Regions from separate parts of the Hordeum vulgare genome. Here region 1 is linked to region 2. A link is a contact called in public Hi-C data. All regions are on one chromosome and are shown on one strand. The core of a region is the stretch at or near the end of the contact, and the rest is flanking DNA. Distances in the headings are between cores, read along the strand shown. Region 1 holds the start of LOC123415194 (DNA replication complex GINS protein PSF1). Region 2 holds the start of LOC123445666 (rop guanine nucleotide exchange factor 7-like).

Evidence for each region. A called contact is a pair of places that touch in the nucleus more often than the background predicts.
Region 1: a contact with region 2 is called in a Hi-C map of seedling, with 3 times the contacts expected there. The contact joins the promoter of LOC123415194 here to the promoter of LOC123445666 in region 2. A contact is called at or near these places in 1 of 6 Hi-C or Micro-C datasets (seedling) and 1 of 1 datasets of contacts at active chromatin or transcription factors (embryo).

What each region holds. Positions count from the first base shown.
Region 1 is chr1H:464,967,711-464,975,405 of MorexV3_pseudomolecules_assembly, reverse strand. It overlaps LOC123415194 (DNA replication complex GINS protein PSF1), which reads left to right and starts at 5,100. Exons shown (of 7, transcript XM_045106715.1): 1 at 5,100-5,465; 2 at 6,235-6,302; 3 at 6,492-6,605; 4 at 6,725-6,887; 5 at 6,963-7,109; 6 at 7,186-7,235; 7 at 7,652-7,695. The coding sequence starts at 5,127. The coding sequence ends at 7,212.
Region 2 is chr1H:464,682,116-464,689,001 of MorexV3_pseudomolecules_assembly, reverse strand. It overlaps LOC123445666 (rop guanine nucleotide exchange factor 7-like), which reads left to right and starts at 5,089. Exons shown (of 7, transcript XM_045122689.1): 1 at 5,089-5,612; 2 at 5,730-5,846; 3 at 5,968-6,122. The coding sequence starts at 5,330.

The sequences.
Region 1 (7,695 bases), core at 3,851-6,350, 290 kb before region 2:
ACTAGCAGTACTACCGCTGGCCCCTTGGTAGTGCAAAAGCACTAGTACCCGCCAAGAAAGTCTTCGCAAAAAGGTCCGTACACGAACTACCGCTAGGCAGGTGGAACAAAGCTCCTAGAGCGGTACTACCGCTGACCAGGGGCGGTACTACCGCCAGCTAGCGGTACTACCGCTGGCTGCAGCGGTACTACCGCTAGCAATCCAGCGGTACTACCGCTAGAGCCAGCGATACTACCGCTGGGGACCATTTTGCAAAGATGCGAGAAACAAAGTGGCGGGGGCCGCTCCAAAGATGAAGGAAAGGGAGAATGTGAAGTGTGCGTGTGCAAAGATAGATTCCACCCAAACCTTTCCACTACAGATCCCCTCTTAATAGTACGGCTTTCCTATGACTCAAATAAAGAGAATCGTAGAGAGCGTCGTGCTTCCGTTCCATGTATGAGGAGACGTGTCGTCTTGTGCCGTTGACGTGTGTTATCTGAAACCTTAACACACACGGTTAGTCCTGTATGGTACTGTCATCAATCACCAAAATTACTTAGGCATAAACTATGCCCCAACACCTAACATGTGTATTTTCTAGTGAGCATTAATTAGTTCAACACTTGTTCATTGAATGCGTTGTTGCTAAAGAAATCTGGGTTATTATTTCAGATATCTATGGTATTTTTGTACCCTGCTCTTTTGATGATCTTGTTGTTTTTTGGAAACAGAAAAAGCTTAATGAGGCTGTCAATATTGTATCATATGCCACCTTGTGGGGATTATGATTGTTTCGCAACGAATTTGTCTTTCAGGGGAGGATGTGGCGAAACATGCATTGTATCATGGATCTAGTGAGGGCTTTTATCATGCAATGGAAAATTTTGTGTTCAGACATTCATGATGCGCTTCTTCTCCGGTGTTTAAGGCTCTTGGACCATTGAAGAGGGAGTTTATTAGGATCGCGTGGTAGTTTTATCAGTTCATGGCAGAGTGGAGTGGCTTTTGGCGGAGTAAATAGCACGAAACTACTAGTTTAGAGGCTATGGTTCCAAAAAACTACTGGATTTTATTTTTCCTCGGAAAACTACCAAAGCGTGGTTCGCTGTTTCGAAAAACCCAAATCATCGGTGACTAGCGATTTAACCGCTTTCCGGGTTGGGCCCACCGGTCAGGCCACCTGGCCCAGCGCAGGGTCGACGCGGTCGTTAAGGGTCGTTACACCGACCGGTCCGGTCGGAACCTCACGAGCCGGCCGCTCGCCCTCTCTCTCACTCTCCCCTCCTCTCTTCCTCCTCTCGCCCGCTCTCTGACCTAGGTGCGATGGCGGCGCCGCAGCCAGATGTCGTCGGCGGCGTGTCGCAGCTAGTAGGCGTCACCGGCGAGGAGAGTGGCAGGCATTCAGAGATATACAAATGGCTAGGTAGCTCGAGCTTCCCGATGCAGCGGTCGCCTCAACCATCACCATCGGAGATCCAGCTTGATCCGACATACCGGGCAGCAATGGGAGTGGCGAGGTGCATCCACGCGGATCCAGAGGGGGGGGGCACAAGTGTGCATCATCGTTTGGTGGAGTTAGGTAAGTAATTTCTCCATTCATTCATACATTTAGTGTAGTATAGGAAGGTGAGTCTGGGAGGTGAGGTTGGGAGGTTTAGATTAATTTGTTTGTTAGCATGCTCATAGTAATTTCTCCACAGAAGTTTTGTCTTAGACATATATATGCCAACTTCCTATCATCTGATTTTATAGGGGAGGAACTCAAGAAGCACTTAGATCAGGCTGCATATTCCTTCACTAAGCATGGTCATGATAAAGGATGAAAAATGTGAAGAGAGAAAGTTATGAGGCTTGTCAGTGGTTGTCTCAGATACCATACCATACATGGGCAAGATACAAAATGGATAGATTTTGCAAAACTGACCTAGTTGTAAACAACCTTAGTGAAGTTTTCAACATGATGATATTGGATGTTAGGAACAAGCCAATCAGTACTATGTTGGAGGGCATAAGAACAAAGTTGATGATCAAGTTTCAGAAAATCAAAGAGAAAACAAAAACTTGCAGATGGGAGATCACACCAACATACTCAGAAATCTTAGAAGAAGGCAAGAAATGGGCTAAGTATTGTGAAGCATATATGGCAGGTCCAGGCATCTCACAAGTTACTAGTAGTTCTGATAACACATATTGTATTAACTTGAACAACCATTCCCGTGACTATAGGAGGTGGGACATGACAGCTGTGCCTTGCAGTCATGCCATTGATGCAATGCAGAAAGTGAAGCTACATCCTGAAGACTTTGTCAATGATTTCTTCAAAAAGCCCATGTACTATGAAACATACAAGCATATAATTTTCCCAGTTCCAGGTCCCGACCACTGGCCTCATACACGTGGAGATGACATATCTCCACCAGTGTTCAAAGAAAAGAAGGGAAAAAAGCAAACTGCTAGGAGGAAAGGTATATTTGAGGTGCCAACCAAAAAGGACATATCCAAAATTGGTACTATGACATGTAGCAACTGCAAGAAGCAAGGGCATAGGTTCAACAATTGTGGTGACCCTTTGAAGCCTAAGTTTCAGATGAGGATGAAAAAGCACCTGGTAATTTGTGGCCATTGTTTCATGCCATTTTGTAGGAGAACAGAACAAATTACTCTAAAGTTGGTTCTTCTATGGCTGCAAATGTTCAGAGGCCTTCTTCTACACCTGCACCAGCTCTATTGCCTTCTTCTAGGGCAAATAAAAGGGTTGCTTCAACTTGCCGAGCAGCAGCAGCAGAAGGAGTAGCAACAGCAGCAGTAGCAGCACCAGCTAAGAGGACTAGGTCTAACACTTCTGCAGCAGCAGCAACAACAACAACATCACCAACACCAGCACCAGCACCAGCTAAAAAGAAAAGAACCAACACTTCTTCTCCTGCTAAGAACACCAGGTCATCTAAAACTTCTCCAACTTTTCCTTGCTGCCATGCCCATCTTTCGGTAGCTCACTAACAACTTGCTCAAGCTTTGTCTTCTCCTTCTTAAGAAGATCTCTGTCGAGTTCAACATCCTTCATAGCCTTCCTGGTGTTCTTGATAATGGCATCTTGGCTATGCAAAATGCACGTGTGCTCCTTTGCAAGTTTAAGTTTTCCATCTACACCTCAAACCTAGTTTTCTCCTCCACCTCCTCCTTCTTCTTCTCAAAGTGTCCTTCCATCTACACTGCAACATCATCCATTTGCTTCTGGTTCATCTTCCCATCCACCTTCCCATCCTGCCAATCAAACATTTTTGATACATCTTCAACAAGCTTGCAACACTCCATGGAAAGCTTGTCATTTTCAGTCTTGAGCTTGGCCAACTCCTTCTCAAACTTCTCCTTGTCAAGTACCCTTCCACAGTTCTCTTCATGGAACATTTCCCATAGCTTGTCCAAACATCTCTGAAGAACAGGAGGCCAAGGCCCATGGACCTACTCTACAACACCACGATTCACACCATTTTCTTGCATTTGTATATAATATTAGTTATTACAATGCCATCATTAACTTCAATTTTTCTGAACATAACTGAAATATGATAAGTTATTGCAATGCCATAACTGAAACAGGAGGCCAAATTTTCTGAACATAACTTCAAAAATTTCTGAACGTAACAAGTTACAGTGTCATATCATGTGCTACACTGAATATACATATGTAACACACCAAAATTGACATCTAACCTGGACTGGGCAGCAATAGAAACGTCTTTGCCTTCAAAAGCCACACATTTAAGAGGCCTCATGTGGTGCAGAATGCATTTGGGTTCAGATAGCTCAAGTTGGCCACAGAAAAGGGGCTCCACAATGGTGTCTGGTGCCTCCTACAACCATAAAATCACAAACAACAATGCTTTCAACCAACAATATACTTGAACATTCGAATTTATCCATAACACTATATAAGTCCACAAATCAGCAAGAACCCTAACTAAGCTAAATCCTACAACCAAGCCCCACCCTCCCTAAACAATATCCATGCCATTTATCCCTAACCCTAACCCTAGGTGACAAGGAACAAAGCAATATCCATGGCATTTATCCCTAACACTAACCCTGGGTGGCAAGGAACAAACTTACCAGGAGTCCCATGTCCATGCTCACGACCTGGCAGTCATCGTCGGAGCTCATTTCCCCGTCGTTCCAGGAAGGCATGGCAAGGAGGTCGACGCCGGCAGCTCTCGGAGACGGCGAGCGGCGACGAGCTTGTATTGGAGCAGGGGAGTGGGAGCGGGGAGTGAGCCGGCACGGGACCGAGCCAACGACCTGATGTTTTTATTAGGTTCCGACCGGACCGGTCGGCGTAACGGCCGCACTGTCCCCGCGCTGGGCTAGGTGGCCCGACCGGTGGGCCCAACCCGTGAGGAAAGCGGTTAAATCGCTAGTCACTCACGATTTGGGTTTTTCGAAACAGCGAACCACGCGTTTAGTAGTTCTATGGAAAAATTTGAAATCCGATAGTTTTTTGGAACCATAGCCCGTAAACTAGTAGTTTTATGTTATTTACTCCTTTTGGCGCTGATATTACATATATGTTGATTTCTTGCTTTGTCATGTAAAAGTATTTTGTAATAGGGCTAAACTAGTTGTACTTTGCTTGTTTGATTATGTGGCTCGTATCTTAGGCTGTCCATCGAGGTTTGTGTATGTTGAATCTGGTTTGCCTTTGCCTTGGCTTCAATAAAGTTGATGCTGGGGTGAAACCCCTCTCATTTAAAAAAAAAGATCACTACTGTTTTAGGAGAGAGGGTTTGCATCTGGTTTGCCTTTGCCTTGGCTTCAATAAAGTGGTATCTTATTCTTGCATTACTCATGCTCATCGACCCTGTAATAATGTCAGCCACGATTTGGCTAATTTTGGTAGAATGCATTGCCGAACCACTGATATATGGTGAATGCAACACTTTGTTTTTTGAGTAATGCAAGTCCTATTCGTAAGAAAGAAAAAAAACAGGTCGCAAACGCGTGCATGGAGACTGTGACCGTTACCGAGTTTTGGCCGATCGTGCGGCATAAAACATTACGCTTGAAAATAAGGGTGTGGTTGTGTATGCGCACAAATGAGGAACGTCACGCCTCTGCCTGTGGTAGCGCCCCAAACAAAGCACGCTCCTATGATCCTCACCCTGCTCTGCTCTCCCGCCTACCAAAGCGAGTCCACGAAATTTTTCCCGCGCGACGACACCAAATTCCCCTTCCCCCCACCGCCCGCGCCTCTCGTCCGGCCGATACCACTAGACAAACGCCCACCGCGCGCGATCTGCCGTCCCTGCCGGTCCCAGGCTCCAAGCAGTGACAGATCCGGCCCTGTCCTCGAGCGACGTTCCGTCGAACAGGTCGCGCGCGGCGGCGGGAGGGCTGGAGGGAGGGGGAGCAGGATGTACGCGAGGCGCGCGTCGCAGCTGCTGAAGGAGCTCGACGCCTGCGAGCCCGGCCAGCTCGTCGTTTTCAACGTAATTCTTCGTCTCTTTACCCCATACGCGCTCGCAGTCCCTGGTCCCTGCTCGCCGGTTCGGAATCTGAGCCCGCGGGGCTCCGGATTGCCTTGATGCATCTGTTTTTTGGGGCCAATTTGTCCAATCTGGTTTCGTTAGGCGTCTGTATATGTATGTGAGAAATTGGATCTATGGCCTGTCTATTTTACTGCCTTATGGGAATTGTTATCTTCTAGCATCCTATGCGGTTTGTGTGCCAGCATGTGTTTCCTCCTAAGTCGTCAGGGTCTCCAGATAAATCTTAGGGTTCTGCATCCTTGTTACTCCATTAAAGCGGATTTTTGTCTGTGTCGACTTTGTATGAGAGTAATTGTATTTTGGAAACCATGTACTCTACTGTTACTACCAGTACTACTATTTATAAGCAAGTGTTATGTACCGGCACCTGAACTGCATACAGCCGCAGAACAATTCTTAGTGATTGGTCTGGCTAACATCTGGTTACTCTGAAGTGCTTCGCGCCACTCTCCTCCTGTAATTGTGTGAGCCAACACATACTGGCTAAACTGTAAGGTTCATGATACCGAATTCCATGATATTGCTGTTAAAGCATTCATTACTTATGTGGACGATAAATCATACCACCAATGGTCTTTAGGCGAAACTCAGGCAGTAGCTGCAGCACTGTATCATATTCTTGTACTGATTGGGCAGTTTGATTATGCTAGCTGCAGTTTCATTTGTCTATTACGCTGATCCCTAACTTGTTGTCTTATGAAATTTGCAGAGCGATGTATTTGATCAGGTCATTAGAGAGTGCGGTGAGCACAATGCACAGTTTCAGGCATTGATCAGGTAACTTGCATCCTATTAGAATGTTGATTGTGCTCATGTAACCTCGACTTATGAGTAAACTGATTGATTTCACCATTTCATCAGCAAAGTAAACGATCTGCATTGAATCAACAGCACCCTTAGTTGCTGTCCTCACATCACAGTGTACAGACTATTCAAATGCCTGATTTGCCTTTTTGCTTGTGACAGAAAAATGGTGGAGCAAAACTTAGACATTGAAACAACAAGAAACGAAGACCACTATGGTGCAGCTATTCACCATCTCTCGCTGCTCCGCAACAAAAGATGCCTTATGGCTTACATGTATACTACTCAAATCTCACAATGGATTCTCTCTTTCTCCCTCCCCCTTTAATGCTGATTATACATATGCTTATCCCGCTTTTGGGTGTACACTAGCTGAAAGCATTGTATCCAACTAGGTACAACCGAGCAGAAACTATTCGGAGTTTTAGATGGAAAATTGGTCCTGTGCTTCCTCATGAAATACAAGAAAAGCTCAATTTTTCAGAAAAGGAGTACTTCAGGAGCCACTCTACAGCCATTAAGTCATATATCTCAGAGATGGATATAGATTTAACAGTGGTGTGTATATTTTCCGATTCATTTACATTTTGGGGATGAAGCATGATTACCGGACTTTCTGTACATCTTTTATAGGACATGGTACCCCCCAAAGATCCTTATATCCAGGTACGGGTGCTGGAGGACATTGGTGAAGTATCTCTTGGTGACCATTCCGTATCATTGACCAAAAACTCACTCCATTTCCTTAGGCGCACAGATGCAGAACAATTTATATCACAGGTTTGCTATCTGTTATTCTGTATTTTCCCGCTCTGAATGTTTCCAGTGCAAATAATATTCTGTTTAATTTTAATAGGGTCTCATGGAAGAATTTCTGGAGTAGCGATCACATATGGTGTAAAATAGGTATTGCTCCTCAGTCCTCACTATGATCTTGTTAGGCCTTGTATAATGCAAGGTGCTTAGGAATGTGCTTAGAAAAATAATCAGGTTTTTCTTAAGCACTGGTCCTTATTTGTACAGGATAGACGCTTAATTAGGCACCTCTCCTATAAAAATAAGCACCGCTGCTTAAGGAAAGCCTGGTTTATTTTTCTAAGCATCTCCCCTAAGCACCTTGCATTGTACAAGGCCTTAGTTAATTAAACAGCAGCATAAGCGTAGTACAGCCACCAGTGCTGGCAGCATGTCCTAGTTATGAAAAGGCTTGATGTTACTGAATACTTTTTCACTTGACATATGACTTGTACTATTAGCTACCAATTTCGAACTTGCGTTGTGCATTTTGACCTTATTTTTGAATCAATGTCTGTGAGCTGCAGATTTTAAGTACTACCCACAACATTTTCTTCGCTGCTGCTGTCTG
Region 2 (6,886 bases), core at 3,840-6,339:
GGGTGGCCCCGAAACCTTATCCGCCCGACCGGCCACGGCGATATCAGTGGAGGAGTTGAAGACGCGAGAATCGAGGCGTCAGGCGCTACTCGAGTGCGCTGGCGTCATCCCCGCTGAGCGCGCGGAACCCGAAATTTGAGATCCCGGAAAATCCGCCGCTGTCAGTTGACCGGTCGCGTCAAAAGATGCCGCAGAAACACTCGGCTCCCGACAGTCTGTTTCGCAAGCACTTCCACTCGGATCGTTGGTCAGAAAAGATAAAATGGATAGAGGCAAGCAACGCCCAAGCCGAATCTAATCCAGTCGGATCCGAACTTCAAGCACCGCTTCGTCGTTTTAACCCCAATCCATTCGGGGACTAATGATGGGGTCATAGTCCTAGGGTAGGTTCATAGGCCTGGCATACAGGTCCTACCCAAGGACTACCCCCACACAAGGGGCAGGGCCCTAAGTCTGCCCCGACTGAATTAAGGAGTCCCCATCATCCAGTCGGTAACAGGTCCTCAATCATCTAGTCGGAGACTAGCATTCGGAGGATACCAAGCTAACCGACTGACTACACTCGGTACATCGTAACCTCTGTGGAGGGAAACGGCCGTACGTTTCCGGGTGCATTTATTAGCATTTAGAGCATACGTTACGTGTAACGTACGCATTCAATCCCCACTACTCCACCCCTGTACCGGAACCGTTGTGGAGGACAGCGCACTCTATATAAGCCGCCCTCCCCCACTGGTAGGGGTTAGCAAATCATTGTATTCCATATTACACTCGACAACAAGCTCCGAGAACACTGAGACGTAGGGCTGTTACCTCCACCGCAGAGGGGTCTGAACTCATACAACCTTGCCGTAGCTAGGACTCTGCCCATCTCATTCGTACCCTACACATCTACTGTCAGGCTTATACCCACGACAATATATATGAAAAATCAAAGCCAAGCCATTTGTTTACGTAAAGATTGTACAAACAATATTGTATATTTTTTATACATTAGAAACATTTTTTTGCGTGTGACATCAGAAACATTATTGAGTTTTGATGTCTAATTTTTTTAATACACATTTTATATATTGTGTATGCATCATGAACATTTTTTCTATACATGTTTTACATTATTCAAATACACGATTAACATTTTTGAAAAGTTCTATTTTTTATGTCTACTTTGTTCCATACACATTATATATTTTTGTATATGTTTTCTTATACACCGGAAACATTTTTGTATGCACATTTAAAGTTTTTTAAATACATGATTAATGTTTTTCAAAATAAAAAAATATATTATTTATTGTCCATACGCACTGTACATTTTTTTGTATATATGAAAACTTTTTTGTCTATAAATTTGTCAATTTTTTCATCTATGATTAACATTTGTGCAAAGTTTATCGAAATAAAGGCAAAAGAGAAAAAAAAAGTAGAAAAAGTACGAAATAGAAGAACAAAAAGTGTTTTCGGCCGCGATAGGGATCAAACCTGGATCTCCAAGGTGGGACAGCACACACCAAATCGGTTCAGCTAGCCTTGTACTTGTGATAAAATACGGAAAGCACGTCCTTTAGAAAGAGCTGAGTCGAAGTTCAAATAACGAATCGTTTTTGTCACTTACGGGTGGCATTGGTGGATAATTTTGACGAACTTTAGGGTAATTTAATGACGTACCACAGAAACAATAGGTGCTTTATTAGTAGGTATAGGTATAGATATAGAATACAGTGCTAAAAGTGTTGTTATAGTATGTGATGTAGGGAGTATTGGAGTACTTAACAAAAATCGATGATTTTACGATGCGTAGGGGCTTCCGACGAGTTTCGCTCTCCTTGTAATATAAGTTTTCGACGCCGCTTTCGTGGGGCAGCCGTGTGGGGGCGGGGCAGCAGCTAGCGACACGGATGGTATTTCTCGTGCGCCGCAAAAGGACATAGCGCCGCGCCAGCCAAGTCAAACCGCGGGCGCTTTTTCACCCTCACGTTTTGTTCTGCTAGATGCATTCGATCTATCTACTGCATCAATCTTTTTTCTCTCCCTCTGTGTTTACAAACTCAGAATTTGAAATGTTGCTTATATGCATATTGAGTGGGAAGCGCTACAGCGCAACATTGGGGAAATTTTCTACATGGTACACTGTTATCAAACTGCCCGCAACTGTCTGAACCGTACGGTCCGAACATTGTTTGTTATATGCATCAGTATTTTCTACCGTAAATTGAATGCAAATGTGAATAGCTTTACGGGCGTCCACACCATCGATGTGTGTACTTGTGACCATCCTGACCCGCCAAAAAACCCGCCCTTGCTCGCAAGCGCTTTTCGTCCGAAATTGCCAACGCCGCTCCAAAGCGTGAGTGCTACATTCATGTCCGGTCAAAGCAGATGTGTCTCTCATTGACGACTGTTCAATGTTCAAACGACACCATGACCATCCGTTCGTCCGTCTGCCATCCATATTAATAACACACGATTGTCGGGGAACCTACTCTCGCGACAACCGCTCGTCTGTAGGCCGCCCACCCTTCCATTCACCCGCTATATAAACTCCAACCCCGGCCATAGTCGGCAGTCATCCTCCTTCGGCCTTTTTCTCCTCTTCACACCATTTCCACAATGGCCTCCTCGTGCACCAAAGCTCTCTCGGACGTACTGTCACCGAAGCAGAAGTAGGAGATGGCCGCCATTGCTGCCAGCTGGGAGGCCGGCACACAGCAGGAGGCCGAGGATGTCCCAATGGTGGACGCAGCCAAGGGTGAGCCTGCACCATCCTCCTCATCGGTGTCACCCTTTCCGGTGGATTGCACCATGATCATCGACGAGGCTCGTGCCCACTATATGGACATGGTACCGGATGAGCGGGAGGAGTGGTTCCGGGAGGCGCAGGGCGACGCGGCCTTCAACCTCTAGCTCCTTGAGGAGCACCTACAGACGGATGAGCGGCTCGTCGCCGGTAGGGCGATCACGCCAGATGTGGACGTGGCAGAGCAGGTGGCGTTGCTCGAATCTTACCGCTCTGCCCGTGAGATCTGCCTCCACCGCTAGCAGTACCGCTAGCGTCAGGCAAAACTGGAGACCACCTACAAGAAGTTCAACGAGGGGCGGGTGAGGTGTGGGGCAAGAGCGACGACAAGGAAGACATCGTCGGATCCACCAAGGTCGCGCCCCGCCGCCACGACTACGAAGTTGGCATGTCCGCGGGTAGCACCGTCAAGGAAGATAGTGCATGGTATATCGCCCTCGCTCGGGTCTCAGGAAGGCCACGACTCTTCCCCTCGACCTAAAGTCAAGCTTGGTCGGTTGACAATCGCCGTCCAATTAGCCGCTCAAGCTGCAATGAGAGAGGTTGTAGAGACACAGCTGGAGAGCGCTGAGGCAGAACTCGAGAAGGCGAAGGCAAGTGTTGGAGCTTCAGTTTTGGGGGCTCATGCCGAGACATGGGGAACGGATGTCGGCGATCGTTTATATTAGGAAATTATACATCCGGAGTAGAACAAGTTCCGCTTTTAGATGAGGTATCGAAATGTAATGAATTTTGTCTGGTTTATGTGAAATCCGTTGTGTTTGAATCTCTTTCTGTTTATATGAAAATATTTCTTGTTTGTATGAATTTTATCCGGTTTGTTAAAAAAGTGTTTCAAATGTATACACACAGCGTTGGATGGTGGCCTCCAATATCAATGTCCGCGGACTGCCCCCCTATCCATGGACAGATGTCGAAGAAAATTTACGGGTAAGCGTCGAAGAAGCCCTAACACAACAAACAATATTAGAGTTGTTGTGAGCATTGTGCAAGGACATTGTGTTTTTTATTCCAACAAAAATAACTACATTGTATTTTTACAAAAAAAACATTTTCTTTAATTTACAGTATACCTTCAATATAATCATTTTATAACTTAGTATTCTGATTTTGGGTTTACCAATATTCTTCGGGTGATTTAAAGATATGAGAAACTTTTTTGGAAGAATATTAATTTGGGAAAGGCGTGGAAATATATAAGTTCCATGTCTATTTTCAACATTGTCAACCCAATCTTAAATCTAGGATGTAAACGAGTAGTTTTTTGTCTGTTTATCATTTGATCGACCCTCTCCCCCTCCTCCGCCCCCTCCACCCCGTCCCACGACATTCGACTTATGACCCGTCATTCCATCTAACCTCCTACCCTGATTCTCGTGGAAATCCATACCCTAACCGCTACCCTTTCACCTAGCCTCGGCACGGCGTCTGTGTGTCCCATCTTGCATCCTGTTGTCCAGCCACACCTCTCGCGATGTCGCCACCTTGGCATCGTCACAGATTTCATCTCCGGCAACGTCCTCACGTTGGCGTTGGATCCGACTAGCAGCCATTTGTTATCTTTTTGAGTGTTTCCAAATTGGAAAGCATTATTGTTAGCATCACCGTTCCTATAATTATAATCTCCCTGCATGCGATGCACCAAGTTGCCCATCCTTACAGTGCGGAGATAAGATATGTGCTTATGGTGTTTGTATTCTCTTCACCCTTTATGTTAAGTCAATAAAATTCACCATTTATCAAAAAAAAAAAAAAAAGCGCTGCACGGTGGTGTAACATGTGAAGTGATGAACACCACTTGTGCGCGTCTCCCACCAATAAACAAAGAAATTGACCGTTTGATCATCATGCTCAACGCCACTAAACAACCAAAGCCAACCGAGGAAGAGCAACGAGGAATCATCATCAAACCAAACGGCCGGCGCTCTAGACCGATTTCTGCACCCCTAACGTGCGGATCCTGCAACCAATTTTTTGTATCCACCTTCCCTCCCTCCCTCCCTCCCTCCCACCCACATGCACGCCCAGACCAGCACTCGACAGCGCGCAACGGCAAAAGAAGGCGATGGCAGAGAGAGAGAGATAGGAGTACGTACGTAGAGAGAAAGCCGCCAGCCAAGACGACGGGCGGACCACCGTCGGGCGAGCGTAGCTGCCACGGCGGCCTTTGTTTTGTTGCTCTCACAGCCTCACTCACCCACTCCCACAGGCTCACTGACCGTCCCTGCCGCCCGCACCGAGAATCCCACCAAAACAACTCAAAACCCCAACGGTCACTCCTCCTCCCTCCCTCCCTCCCACCGCTGGCCTTCTTTCTTCCTTCCTTTCACCTCTTTTAAGCCTTTATACTCCCCGCCTCCCTCGCCGTCTCATGCAATTACCCCGCAACAACACGGCCCTGCTCTGCTCCGCTCCGCTCCGCCCGAGACGCCACCAATCCCTTACGTCGCGCGTCAGTACGTACCATCGGCATAGTAGGAGGAGCAGCCGCCGTCGTAGCAGCCGCATATAGCGCTCCTCGTAAGAGTAACGATGGCGAGAGGCGGGGGAGCCGCGGCCGAGGAGGAAGAGGAGGAGGAGGAGGAGATGGCCGTGAGCGAGACGCTGACGGCGGAGTCCGAGGAGTGCCGCCGCGGGAGCAGCTCCAGCGCCAGCTCCGTGGCCGCCTCCAGCGAGTCCTACTGCCCGCCCGACGAGTGGCAGCAGGTCGCCATCAAGACCTGCGTCACCGACGACGCCGCGGCCAAGCCGCCCGCGCCCGCGCCGGCGCCCGGCAAGGAGAACCCGCCGGGCGCCGAGAGGCACAGAGCCCCAGGTGAGCACACGGCAGATTCCTTGCTTGCTTTCGTAGTAGTAGGACTAGTAAATATAGTTAAGGTCGATCCAGAACGGCCTCGTTGGCCGTGCCGCTGACGAATCTGGCTGGCCGCAGAGGTGGAGCTGATGAAGGAGAGGTTCTCCAAGCTGCTGCTGGGCGAGGACATGTCCGGCAGCGGCAAGGGCGTCTGCACCGCGCTCGCCATCTCCAACGCCATCACCAACCTCTGCGGTGAGCAAACTCTGTCTTCTCTGTCCGGGAGCGGCAAGGGCGTCTGCCCGGTTCGCTGTACGGTGTCATTAGCGGAGAGATGGTGGGCAAGGTAAATTCTGACGCGCTGGTCGGGCTGCAGCGACGATATTCGGGCAGCTCTGGAGGCTGGAGCCGCTGCTGCCGGAGAAGAAGGCGATGTGGCGGCGGGAGATGGACTGGCTGCTCTGCGTCAGCGACCACATCGTCGAGCTGGTGCCCACATGGCAGACGTTCCCCGACGGGACAAGGCTTGAGGTAACTGAAAACTAACTGAACCGCAACAATCCTACTCATGTCAAATTAACCATCCTTTGCGGTGGATGTTTCATTACAGTAGGATGATTTCAATGAGTAAAATCTATCGATCTTAATGAGCTAACACCACTTTGTGGAAAATGGAATTGCTTTTACAAGTTCCACATACGAAAAATAATGACAGTAGAAAACTAGAAATCAGTAGTGCTCCAAGGTGTCGTTGTTGTTCATGAGCAAGTACAGAGTTAATTTGGGTTCTACGGACGCCCTAATGAAGCGCAAATCCAATGTTGATTCGAATTTAACTTGGACATGGACCACTCGAAATAGCCTTTAAGTATGCTCCGACGTGCTTAGCCGTTTGGTACCTAATCTCGTTTATTGTAAGAACGGTTGGGCGGGGTTGCGTTTTTGAGGTCCAAAGAGTAAAGGCCACATGAATGTGCTGTCCGTTTGGTCATTCACTTTTGCGCGTTTCATCAAATTTCAAATATACTCTTATTGTGAGTACCAATTGCATCCAGTTACTGCTACTTACCTACCAAGATGTGCACTAAAGATCAAACTTATGTGCCCAGTGTTCGCTACTAATTAATTTCATCATGAACACAATAAATGATTGCCCTGAACTTAACATGGCGATAAATACCGAAGTTGGTACCCTAAGATAGAACACGGGTTCAGAAATGTTACTGAGTGTAGAATATCTTATTCCTTTATATGGACTATATACCTTGAAGACATATTACAGCTCGTACTTTTAC